Linked DNA regions of Ovis aries: region 1 is linked to region 2. The links are chromatin contacts, called in public Hi-C maps. All regions are on one chromosome and are shown on one strand. The core of a region is the stretch at or near the end of the contact, and the rest is flanking DNA. Distances in the headings are between cores, read along the strand shown.

Region 1 (6,179 bases), core at 3,668-6,167, 160 kb after region 2:
TCTCTTCCTGTCTCCTTCTGTCTGCTCAGCGTTGGCACTTCTGGTAATCTCCTGCATCAGGGGTTTCTTCTCTACTGGTCATTCTCATGATTGTACAGACATGTTTTAATAGCTCCCATCTTCACAAAATACCCACCCTAGACCCCAAATCCCCCTCTACTGATAGTCTCATTCCTCTGTTCTCTGCTACAGAAAAACCCTCAAGAGAGTCATCTATACTTGCTATTTCCAGTTCCTCTTTTCCTTGTTTCTCCTAAAACCCTCCACCCTGGCTTCTAGCTCCATCACTCCATGGAAATAGCTCTTGTCAAGGTCATTGTTAGATCAAAAGCCTTCTTCTTATTCTTTTCTTTAAATATTTATTTATTTGGCTGCACCAGGTCTTAGTGGCTGGCACATGGGACCATTAGTTGCAGCATGTGGGATCTAGTTCCCTGACCAGGGATCAAACCCATACTACTTGCGTTGGGAGTATGGATTCTTAGTCACTGCATCACCAGGGAAGTTCCTAAGCCTTCTCCTCCTTGATCTGTCAGCAGCATTGACTTTTTTCCTTCTTGAATTCTTTCTTCATTTGGCTTTCAGGGAAGCAGCATCTTCTTACTTGTCTATTTATTTTTAGTCTCTTTAGCCTGATTCCTTCCTCTCCAGCCCTTTAGTGTTGGAGAGCCTGGGGCTGAGTCGTCAGCTCTTTACTCTGTCATCACACACTTCCTGAGTGATTTTATCCAGTGTCAGGGCCTTAAATGCCCTCAGTGCTCTGCTGAGTCCCAGATTTCTCTCTCCAGCTTGGATCTCTGACTTGGCATTTAGACTAACTATGTACTTAAATGTCACCAACCAATAAGCACACTCACGATGATTCTTTAAAAAAAGAAAAAAAACAAACAAACAGGTGTTTCAACATGGCTAGAGAGGCAGGATGTGGTTTAAGATGTTCGGAATGGAGAAATGAACAGGAGGGAGATGGGGGGAAATTGTAAACAAGCAGTACTGGAGATGAGGCAACAGAGCTTTGGGTAAAAGAATTTCTCTTTAGTCATCGCTTAGATTTCTATTAGAGTTTCCAAATTTGACATGAAATGAAGTGAAAGTTGCTCAGTCGTGTCTAACTCTTTGCGACCCCTTGGACTATACAGTCCATGGAATTCTCCAGGCTTTCCTTTCTCCATGGGATCTTCCCAACCCTAGGATTGAACCCAGGTCTCCTGCATTGCAGGCGGATTCTTTACCTGCTGAGCCACAATACATACCCTAAACCAAATTCCTGATTCCTTTACCCCTGTATGTATACATATACGTACCTGTTCTTTGAGACTCTCTTACCTCAAAAAAGTCCTTCCATCCTTTTGCTCACTTAGGCAGAATCCTAGGAGTCATCCTCAACTTTTTTCTTTCTCTTTAATCTCATATCCAGTCCATCAGCAAATCCTGTCAATTCGCCACAGCGTAGATCTAGACTATGTCATCTCCACTGCTACACGTCGGTCCCTGCTACTGCCATCTGTCTTCTGGGTTATTGTTAAATCTCCTAACTAGCTTTTCCTACATGTAATCTATCCTCCTACAGTTTCTTCTTAACACACCAAAAGATCCTTTTAAAATGTAAGTCATATTATGTTAGTCCCTTGGTAGCTTCTGATCTGACTCAGAACTTAATCCAAACTTAACAGGACTTGGGCTTCCCAGGTGACTCAATGGTAGACAGTCCCTGTGAGACATGGGTTCTGTCCCATGGGTTCTGTCCCTGGGTCAGGAAGATCCCCTGGAGAAGGAAACAGCAACCCACTCCAGTTTTCTTGCCTGGGAAATATCATGGACAGAGGAGCCTAAGTAAGTAAGTGTTAGTCGCTCAGTCATGTGCAACTCTTTGAAACCCTGTGGACTGCAGCCCACCAGGCTTCTCTGTCCATGAGATTTTCCAGGCAAGGATACTGGAGTGGGTTGCCATTTCCTTCTCCAGGGGATCTTCCCGACCCAGGGATTGAACCCGGTCTCCCACACTGTAGGCAGATGCTGTACCGTCTAAGCCACCAGGGAGCCTGGTGGCTACAATTAATGGGACAGTCCATGGGGTTGCAAAAGAGTTGGACATGACCTCCTTCCCTGGTAGCTCAGAGTACTCTCTGAGCATCTGCCTGCAGTGCAGGAGACCTGGGTTTGATCCCTGGGTTGGGAAGATCCCCTGGAGAAGGGAATGGCAACCCACTCCAGTATTCTTGCCTGGAGAATCCCATGGATGGAGGAGCCTGGCAGGCTACAGTCCATGGGGTCTAGTGACTAAAACCACTACAACAACAACAACCAAGACTTACCTGGAGCCATGCCCCTGGGTCCTGGGCCTGGCCTCTCTGACCTTACCTTATACCACCCTACCCACCTCCACACCGGCCTGGGCTGCCGCCCTCCAAGCTCACCCTTCAGAGAGGTCCATCCTTGCCTCTCTCCTGCCAATGCTTCCTCATTACATCCTTCCCTTTATTCTTTATTCTTCCCTTTATGGCTTTATTCTTTTCCATAGCCCATAGTGCCATTGGGCACCTTATGTATTTTATTGTTTATTTGTCTCCCCCAACTAGAACATAAATTTCAGGATGGCGGGTTTTGAAAATAAAAATCCTCAAAAAAAAAAAAAAAAAAAAAACAGCACACACTAACAAGAAAACCCTCAAAAACAAAGTTTTTTTTAAAAAAATGGATAAGTAAATGCTAACTGTTATTATTATAATTTCATTATGAGACAGGCCCTGTGGATTTGGTACTGAAGTTGATCATAACATAAAATGTCTCCACTCCCCTCCCCCCTCCCCCCACACACATTGCTTGAGGCTGATTATGGATGACTTTGGAAGATTGACTATGGAGGACAGTGTGAGTGTTGGGAGTCATAGGCAACACTGAATTAGGTGAAGTTGATGCCAATAACTTAGCCTGTCTGTACACAAGTGCCTAATCAAACTTTAGAGACTGTTTTGGTTTAAGTAGAAAAGTGAAGCTTTATTGCTTTGCTAGGCAAAGAGGGACACAGCAGGCTCCTGCCTCAAAAACTATGAGTCCCAATCTGAGAGGATTTGATGTGTAGTTTTATAACAAAGCTTGGTGGCTGAGATGGTAAAGCATAAAAACTATGCTTCCCTGGTGGCTCAAACAGTGAAGTATCTGCCTACAATGCCGGAGACCTGGGTTCAATCCCTGGGTTGGGAAGATTTCCTGGAGAAGGAAATGGCAATCCACTCCAGTATTCTTGCCTGGAAAATCCCATGGATGGAGGAACCTGATAGGCTACAGTCCATGGGGTTGCAAAGATTCGGATATGACTGAGCGAGTTCATTTTATAACAAAGCTTGGTGGCTCAGATGGTAAATGTAGCATTTGCCTACAATGCGGGAGACCCCGGTTCGATCCCTGAGTTGGGAAGATTCCCTGGAGAAGGAAATGGCAACCCACTCCAGTACCCTTTCCTGGAAAACCCCATGGATAGAGGAGCCTGGTAGGCTACAGTGGGGTCACAAAGAGTGGGACATGACTGAGCTTCTTTTATAACAATACTTTAGTGTTTGGTTGCTGACAAGATTAGGGTGTGTGCAGTGTCTCAGGTCTCCTAACCTGGATGAGCTTCCCTGGTCCCTTTAATCTTGCTTCAGGTGGTTTCTTGGCTGTTCCTCCTTTGAGAAAGTTCACATCTGCTCTCTGGAAGTCAAGGAAAGTCATGGAAGCTGGAATCTTGCCTACAAGAAAAGGGGGGACAGTACACTGCGGTCCAACGAGAGGCAACCATCTGTTTGTTTAACAGCTTGCATCTAATAGTTTATGCTGTACGGAAATAACTGGGGCTCAGGTTTATCTCCCACAGAAGGACTTCATTCTAACATCACTGAGGGATGCTTACATGGAAAGCTGGTTATTTTGTTGTAAACATTCCAGAGCTGCCTATTGTGAGAAGATTTTCTACAAAGTAAACTTAGGTTGTCACTGGTAGTCTGGCTGTTACCAGGCCACGAACATGGGGTGGACAGCCCCAGCCCCTGGGGGAGCCGCTGCTTCAGGTGCCCAGCCCGATGGGGTCTGCTCTGACCTGAGCTGTGCATTCGCTATTGCTTCTGGGGGATCTCCCCAGGCAGTGCAGAGGGAGGGCGTTTCCTCCTTTCACTGCATGTTCTTGCTGGTTGTGGTTCCACAACCCTCTGGAGACTCCGGTCCATGTGTTGGCCCAGTACCTCTGGACCCACAGTTTGTCAGAATCTTGGCCCGTCTGCATGCCAGTATCTGTGAGCGTCCTTATGGCGGTCATCCTGTCACAGCTCCTCAGCACATCCACTTCCCAAGCTGACTTCATTCTTGGTTTGCATTTCATTTCTGTGTGTTGTTAGGAAACTGTTCTTCCAGGGACTGGTGAACGGGCAAAGGTTTCCAGTTACAGTCACCAGGGCCACCTGCATCGGGCGCACCCACCCTGCGACTCGCTCCCTGTCCTTGTGAGCTGTGCTTGTCTGGCTCTGGCTTGGCTGCTTCTGTAAGGACCCTGTGTCCCTGCGCAGCTGCCTTTGCTGGGGCCTGTTCTGGAGGAGGCCCTGCTCTCCCTCCTCCCACCTCACCTCACACAAGACTCTTCCTCATTCCTGGGCCGTGACTTGTACCCCCACTGCTCCTGCTGGAGCGAACCAGAAGGGATAGTCCTCTGCCCTTATCTCTTTACTTCCAGCTGCCATCTCACTGCCTGTGCCCTGGGGCAGGAGGCTGGTGGCAAAGGACTGAGATTTCCAAGAAGTATTAGTCAGGAAAATTAGTATTAGAGTATTAGTCAGTTCCATCTGGGTATCTAAGGCAGGTGAGGCCAGGCTCTGTCTAAATAAACAGAGATTATCTATCACGAAGTGACCAATGAGCCACTTCCTATGAAGTGCCGGGAGCAAACAGCAACTTGTCACCTCCACCAGGCACAGGATTACAAAACGCCCTCCCTCTGCACTTCCTGGGGCGATCACGCAGAAGATCTACATGTCAAGAAGGTCCTCCTGAAATACTGCTTCCTTCATGCTCTCTATTTAAGTCCCCTTGAGATGTCCTGGTCCACTTTCCTGCCAGCTCCTCTCAAGGCTTCTGTACCTCCTTTTCAGGACTGTGTAATCTGATGTCTGCAATATTTGTTCAAAATATTTAACAACCACTTGGGGCTTCCCTGGTGGCTCAGATGGTAAAGCATCTACCTGCAATGCGGGAGACCCAGGTTCGATTCCTGGATCGGGAAGATTCCCTGGAGAAGGAAATGGCAATCCACTCCAGCACTCTTGCCTGGAAAATCCCACAGATGGAGGAGCCTGATAGGCTACAGTCCATGGGGTCGCAAAGAGTCGGACACGACTGAGCAACTTCACTTCACTTCACTTCACTTCAGCAGTATTACAGTATTTTAACAACTGGCAAGGCTGTGCAGGAACAAACCAGCTGACTACAGGCCCCTGCTGGTGTCTAACTACTCATTAACACAAGTCTGCCATTCCTGTCAGGCCTGTTCCTATGCTAAGTCAGGCCTTAGTGCCTTAGCTACACTTTCCTTGCATGTACTCTTGTGTCCCTAGTCAGCACCAGTCCACTCCAGAGATTAATGAATTGAACCTGTCAGTTAGCTGATGGACTTGAGCTCCCTGCCTCTTAGAGACATGTTCCCTTTGTCTTTTGTTACTGGGCTCAAATAAAGCATACAGTAAACAGGATGGAAGCCCAAATCTAATGGCAAATAGTCTTGGAGAAACCTCTCAAACTCAAGGTCACAAAGACTTCCTGGAGACAGTCTTGTGTGTACCACTCTAGCTTGATAAACTCTGGGTAGCTCATGTGGCCTGTGTCATCAGGGCCCTCGCAAACCTTTGTCCTGGAGAGCGCCCACAGTGCGTTCTAATGCAAGGCGTCCTGCATTTGTCGCTTTGACGTTGCAGTGTGGATGTGGGAAACTTCAGTCCTTTACTCAACTTGAACTTCCAAGAGCAGTTGCTGGGGAAATTGGTTGAGTGTATACAGCAAGTTGAATATTAAACATAGTGTCTTTGATGATTAAAGGCCCTGCTAACGAGTGGCTGTAAATTTAAAGTAAATAGTGGTTTGATGCTTCTTATTCTTCTTTTGGAATCTGTCAACATCCCAGTCTTCAAAGGCCATTTTATATCCTGTGTAGTTAGGCA
Region 2 (6,511 bases), core at 1,746-4,245:
TGATCAATTTTAAGGAATTGTTTTAACCAATTTTAGGGAAACAGATGTAATTATTCCTATGTATTAAAATCAACACCTAGTAAAAAATATCTGAATTTCGACTGCATTAAATTTATGAAAAGGGCATTAGCTGATTATAGTTGAGCCTCTCATTATTAAGGTTGCTTGTAAGAGTGGCTACTGTAACTTGGCTAGAAACAGCTGCAGTTTACATTATGTACTATATACCAAAGCTGAATATACAAGCACAAAATTAACCCCACTCCTCCAAAAAAAAACCTCACTGGGTGTCAACAAAGCATCATCTCCAACTTGGACTGCCAAAACAGTCATATAATCTGTTTAAGTTTCACTCCCCTCACTGCCCAAATTTAAGACCATTCCAAATAAAAGCCTGCAGAGCTGCTCCTACAGCAGTTTACTTGATGGTGGACAGAGGCCAAAATTCTGGTGCAGTACTGAAGTGTACCATTTTGGCACCCTGCTACCACCAAAGTAAAATACTGTTTTGTTATGGAACAAAAAATTTACACAACCAAAATTCCCTCTTCTTCCAAACAGGCAAAGGAAATCTCAACTTGAACAGGGACAGATCTTCTAGATACATGCAAGAATAAGATGGAAAATGCTAGTCATTTTATATACACGAGCCGACTGTATATGTAATTTAACTAATTCACCTATACCCTAAAGTACAAAACATGCGTCCTGAGATATGTTTTTGGTTTGGTTTTAAACATAACCTCCATTTTTTGCTTTCTGAAGTATTAAACAGCATTCTCACCTGAGACTTTGAGTTGCATTTAACATTATTTTAACACTTTTTTAAGGACTCGAGTAACTTGCAAAATGACACTGTAATTTACATTTTAAAAATACTTCAAAAATATTACCTGGCAAAGTAAGTTTTACTTTATTCTTTTTGTCAAATAAACTGTTCTAACATATTCCTTTACTGGCTTGCCAGCTTAGGGAACAAAAGAAAGATTTAAACAAACAGAGGTACAATTTAGAACTAAACTGAAGTCACAGAATTTTCAGCAAAAATGGATTTTTTTCCTAGCCAAAAAGACATATTTCACTGTTTTCCTTCAAATATTTTTTCAAAGAAAAAAGCAGTTTCCAATTCTCTAGGCTCCAACAGCTTTGCCTCCTAAATGCATATTAGAAAGCAATATATAAATGCCTATACTTTCCTGAGCTAACTTCTGCTCATCCTGGTGGAGGATCATTATGATCCCTCTAGTCCAACCCCAGTATACTGAGTCAATACTTTAATCAAGTGTACATAGACATGAGGGCTTCCCTGGTGGCTCAGAGGTTAAAGCGTCTGCCTGCAATGCGGGAGACCTGGGTTCGATCCCTGTGTTGGGAAGATCCCTTGGAGAAGGAAATGGCAAGCCACTCCAGTATTCTTGCCTGGAGAATCCCATGGACAGAGGAGCCTGGTGGGCTACAGTCCACAGGGTTGCAAAGAGTCAGACAGACTGAGCACAGACATGCTGGGTTTTTATTAAGAAAGCAGTTCTGAAGATTTCATTAAGCCAGTAAACTCGTTAATCATCTTTCTACACAATGCCAGAAAACCATTCCAAATTTTTTTTCATCTCATCTAGATATTATTTTCATATACATTTACTTTTCCTGGTTAAGTTATACACAAAGATTTGATTCATCAACTTACTTTGTACATATCAAATTTTAGTCACTCTGCCACTGAAACATCCTTTGTGGTCATTATTTGAGTCGAACTTTCCTAATCTCATCTTGTCTAGAATATCAGTTCTCGCTAGTGATGCCAAGATCGGACCGAACCACGTGCAGTTTTACCTGTTTGTTTTACCTTATGTTACTTACTTGTACCCAGAATGTTAGGCGTTGTGAAAATGACTGATAGCTTGTATTTATTTCTCAGCTAAGTCACAACTGTCAGAAATGTAGCAAGACATGGGGCAGGGGTTGGGGGGGGGGGGCGCGAGGAGGGGCGGAGAAGGGGCGGGAGGGGAGTAGTGGATAGAAATTGGGCAGAAATAGGAAGGGCAACAGAAAAGTGTGAAGAAAACATCAAGCCCAAACATCCAGCCAGTTCCTCTATGTGTTACATCAGACTAGACCGCTGTCTCAATGGTGAAAGATCGCCACACTTCGTTACTGAATTCATGATTCATGCCTGATTTCCTTTATAACCCGGGAAGTGGGAAAGAGGGGGGTCGATGAACTAGGTTTTCTACCACAAGGTAATCTGAAGAGCTTGGAAAAAGTAGAGCTTTAGAAAAAGGGGCAGCTGTCTTAAAATTGTATCAAGGGCACTGATGTCTATTACTGGAACCTTTTCCTAAAAAAGTAAGGCACTTCGGTTTCTTGGAATAACTGAATTATACAAGCACGCCCTAGACTACTTGGATAAGCAATTTCAGAAAAACAGCAGTTGTCAAAACACTACGAATTACTTATGGGTGAAGTCAGAGAGTGGCGGTGAGCGAGTTCTGCGGCATTTACGTCTCTTCGCTCCCTAAATGGTTCTTCCAACACTTAGGTGGTCTCACGCTCTATGCATTCTGGTATCACCGAAAACGCTACAGAATTTTCGTACGGGAACTAAGCATTAGGCAGCAGAGCGTAATCGCCGCAGCAAACGATAAATACTGTAAACATGTGTAACCCACCGATTTACAGGAGCAAACCTCCAGGCCGCCGTTCCCCGACCGGCTGCCAGTCCAGGGTGAGGGATCCTGCCCACAACTCGCCCCCCGCCCCGCCGCGCAGCCCTGACAGCTCGGCCGCAACGTGAGCAACCGCCAAGGCCCCCGCACCGAGCGCCCAGCCCGCCCGGCCTCCCAGCTCACCTGCTGGGTCCACGGGTCAGCGCCACCACCGACGCCGCGCCCGACAGTCAGTGTCGCAGGCCCAGGTGCTGGGTACCGGCCGTCAGCACCTCGCCAGCACTCCCTCAGGCAGCCCGCAGCGGCACCAAGCTACAGGAAGCGGCTCCGCTCAAACCGGTTTCAGCTGCTCCAGACCAAACCGCCAGGCCACCTCGAGGGGCGGGGCCTGAGAAGCGGCGAGGCGGAGCCTGACGTCACGCCCGGCGCCCTCCATGCCAATGGATGGCCGAGCGTTGGGGGCGGGCCCGCGCGGTCCTGGTAAGGGCAGGCATCAGTGACTGAGGGCTACTGGGCATTCCAGGGGTCTCCGGCGTGGGCGAAAATTTTTCGGCTGACTGGGTCCAGCGGCAGAGGCCTGACCTGGGTTCTTAGACACCTACCTTGGTCCCCTAAGCCGTCCTAGGACAAACTAGAATGGAAGGTGGAGCTGAGATCCTGAATTGCGTCTTTTGTCCCATTGAAAAGCGGGGGGGATTAACAAGATTAACGTTCTGTGGAAACTATTTCGTTACAAAATGAAAAGCGCACTTGGACCAAATCTTTAGGGTTAAGAAGAATTGACAAACCTAAGATTGTTGAGAGTTTTTCCCTTCCTTATGTAAAGGACGGGATTCATACTCAAGTATCACCTGGTGGTTATTATCACAGTTGCCCTCTGGAGACCCTATCAGACCTGCCTATTCCAATTGCTTTTAAGGGCTTCCCAGGTGCAGTGATAAAGAATTCTGCCTGCCGATACAGAAGACGGCAAGAAAAGGGGTTCGATCCCTGAGTTGGGAAGATCCCCTGGAGAAGGAAATGACAACTCCAGAATTGTCTGGGAAATCTCATAGACGGAGGAGCCTCGCATTTTTACAGTCTATGGTATCTGCAAAAGAGTGAGACACAATTTAGCGACTCAGCAACAACAACGTCAATCGGCATGAATTGCATGTAACAAGACCCAGGTTATTCCTATGTAAAATAAAGCTTGAAGCTAGAAAGATTTACTCTCTCCTTTGATAGCTCCTTTGAGGGACTTCCCTGGTGGCTCAGACGGTTAAGCGTCTGTCCACAATGTGGGGAACACGGGTTCGATCTCTGGGTCGGGAAGATCCCCTGGACAAGGAAATGGCAATCCACTCCAGTACTATTGCCTGTAAAATCCCATGGACAGAGGAGCCTGATAAGCTACAGTCCATGGAATCGCGAAGAGTCAGACAAGATTGAGTGACTTCACTTTCACTTCGATGGTTCCAGGAAAAATTAATCAGCCAACTTAAACTGTTGCTTTCCAGCCTTCAAGGTTAACTGCTAGTTTACCTGTAATAGAAAATTGTTATCAGATTTCATTTAAAACGAGTGAGATTCCAACTCGAAAATTTCATAGTTCTATAGCAATATAATATATTTGTAATTATATTTTAAAAATCGAGTAAGATATCGAAAATATCTTAAGATACGGAAAAAGGACTCAAGAGCTAGCTCCAGCTGCAAATTGGTTAGAATGGTCCTATCGAAAAGACATTTGGGTTAGAGGCGCTCTAGCTTTTAGACAGCTCCTAGCTTTACAAGTAAGACTTTATAAATAGATATATTTGTTAATAAAATAAAATTTTATATATCGGGTGACTGAATTTTATATTTGATCTTGGATTAGCTCCCAGAGCATTTTTGACTGTTGTCTATTCAGTTAATAAATAATTACTAAGTGCCTGCTTAGTGCAAGATACAGGATGCAATGGTTTCTTGCTGTCACTAGTTTTAATCACAATTTTCATAAGGAATTAAGATTTCCTCTTAATTATGTACTATCATCTGCTAAAGTCAGCTGTTAACATTTCCTAATACCTTAGAGTTCATTTCATTCTTCTGCTGTTAGTCATACTTTAGTGATGAATTTCTTTCATATGTTTGCTTTTTTTAAATGTTTATACTAGATCTTTTTTTTTTTTTACTGTAATCACCATTTAATCAAGCCTAACGTTTATAGTTCAAATTGATGGATCGAAACCATGCTCTTTCCCTAAATCCTATTGAAATCACAGAAGAATTATACATATTTTAAAATCACCATCAGTGGGCCAGAAATTGAGGAATTTCTAAATTTAAAACAAGCCAGCAGCATTGGATAATTGAAAAACTGAGAACAGAGAAACGTGGACCTGCAAAGGGAAAGCAGGGACTCCTGGAGCTGCCCCACTTTACACAGCCTTGCTTAAAATTCTTATAATAATTCAACATATTTTAAATTATATATGCCTTGTTATGATTGCTATATTAGAGTAAAATATAAACAATACATTCCTTCCTCCTACTTCTGTGGAATGTTATAACTTTTGCAAGAAATGTTTAATGAGATTAACTTGGATCTTATCTCATTTAAAATATTTAATGTTATCTTATTTGATTAAATAATGAAACATATTTACTCATTTGTCCAAAATCAGCTGCATGATCTCTCTTTGTCTTTCATGTATTAATGATGGTAGTAGCATTGGTGGAAAATCTTCTAGACTTAGGTCCCACAGTTGAACTTAAATCCTACCCCTCACTATCTGTGATTGAATATAAATTTTTGGAAATTTTTTACTGCAATTGATGAACTTATATATATTTATTTATTTGTTTCCTCCAGGTCTTAGCTGTGGTACTAGGGATCTTCAGTTGCATCATGGGGGTGGAATCTGGTTGCCTGAGGGGGGATTGAACCCAGGCCCCCTGCACTGGGAGTGCACAGTCTTAGCCACTGGGCCACCAGGGAGATGTCTTCAAATTGATGAATTATGAGGCTTTCTTTCTGGACAAAACGATTAAGCCAATTTCCTTTCTTTCTTATATTTTGTAGAGGTGTTGCACGAAGGAACCCAGTTCTGACTCCATGTTCAGTTCAGTTCAGTCGCTCAGTCGTGTCCGACTCTTCGCGACCCCATGAATCGCAGCACGCCAGGCCTCCCTGTCCATCACCAACTCCCGGAGTTCACTCAGACTCACGTCCATTGAGTCCGTGATGCTATCCAGCCATCTCATCCTCGGTCGTCCCCTTCTCCTCCTGCCCCCAGTCCCTCCCAGCATCAGAGTCTTTTCCAGTGAGTCAACTCTTCGCATGAGCTGGCCAAAGTACTGGAGCTTCAGCTTTAGCATCATTCCTTCCAAAGAAATCCCAGGGTTGACCTCCTTCAGAATGGACTGGTTGGATCTCCTTGCAGTCCAAGGGACTCTCAAGAGTCTTCTCCAACACCACAGTTCAAGTGCACCAATTCTTCGGTGCTCAGCATTCTTCACAGTCCAACTCTCACATCCATACATGACCACAGGAAAAACCATAGGCTTAACTAGACGGACCTTAGTCGGCAAAGTAATGTGTCTGCTTTTGAATATCTATCTAGGTTGGTCATAACTTTTCTTCCAAGGAGTAAGTGTCTTTTAATTTCGTGGCTGCACTCACCATCTGCAGTGATTTTGGAGCCCCCCCAAATAAAAACTGACACTGTTTCCACTGTTTCCCCATCTATTTCCCATGAAGTGATGGGACCAGATGCCATGATCTTCATTTTCTGAATGTTGAGCTTTAAGCCAACATTTTCACTCTCCTCTTTCACTTTCATCAAGAGGCTTTTTAGCTCCTCTTCACTTTCTGCCATAAG

What was found. Hi-C and Micro-C count contacts between places; a contact is called where the count stands out from the background.
Region 1: a contact with region 2 is called in a Hi-C map of omental adipose tissue, with 2.0 times the contacts expected there. The contact joins the enhancer-like site here to the promoter of GPCPD1 in region 2. A contact is called at or near these places in 6 of 16 Hi-C or Micro-C datasets (blood, omental adipose tissue and tail adipose tissue).

Annotation. Positions count from the first base shown.
Region 1 is chr13:47,622,089-47,628,267 of ARS-UI_Ramb_v3.0, forward strand. All of the region lies in intron 3 of SHLD1 (shieldin complex subunit 1), which reads left to right. Among named protein-coding and RNA genes, the nearest start is that of SHLD1, 20 kb to the left of the region's middle. Within about 2 kb of position 4,918, at least 22 of the 54 cell types and tissues checked have an H3K27ac peak or open chromatin away from gene starts, as enhancers often do.
Region 2 is chr13:47,464,623-47,471,133 of ARS-UI_Ramb_v3.0, forward strand. GPCPD1 (glycerophosphocholine phosphodiesterase 1) reads right to left here and starts at 2,996. Exons shown (of 19, transcript XM_012188684.5): 1 at 2,847-2,996.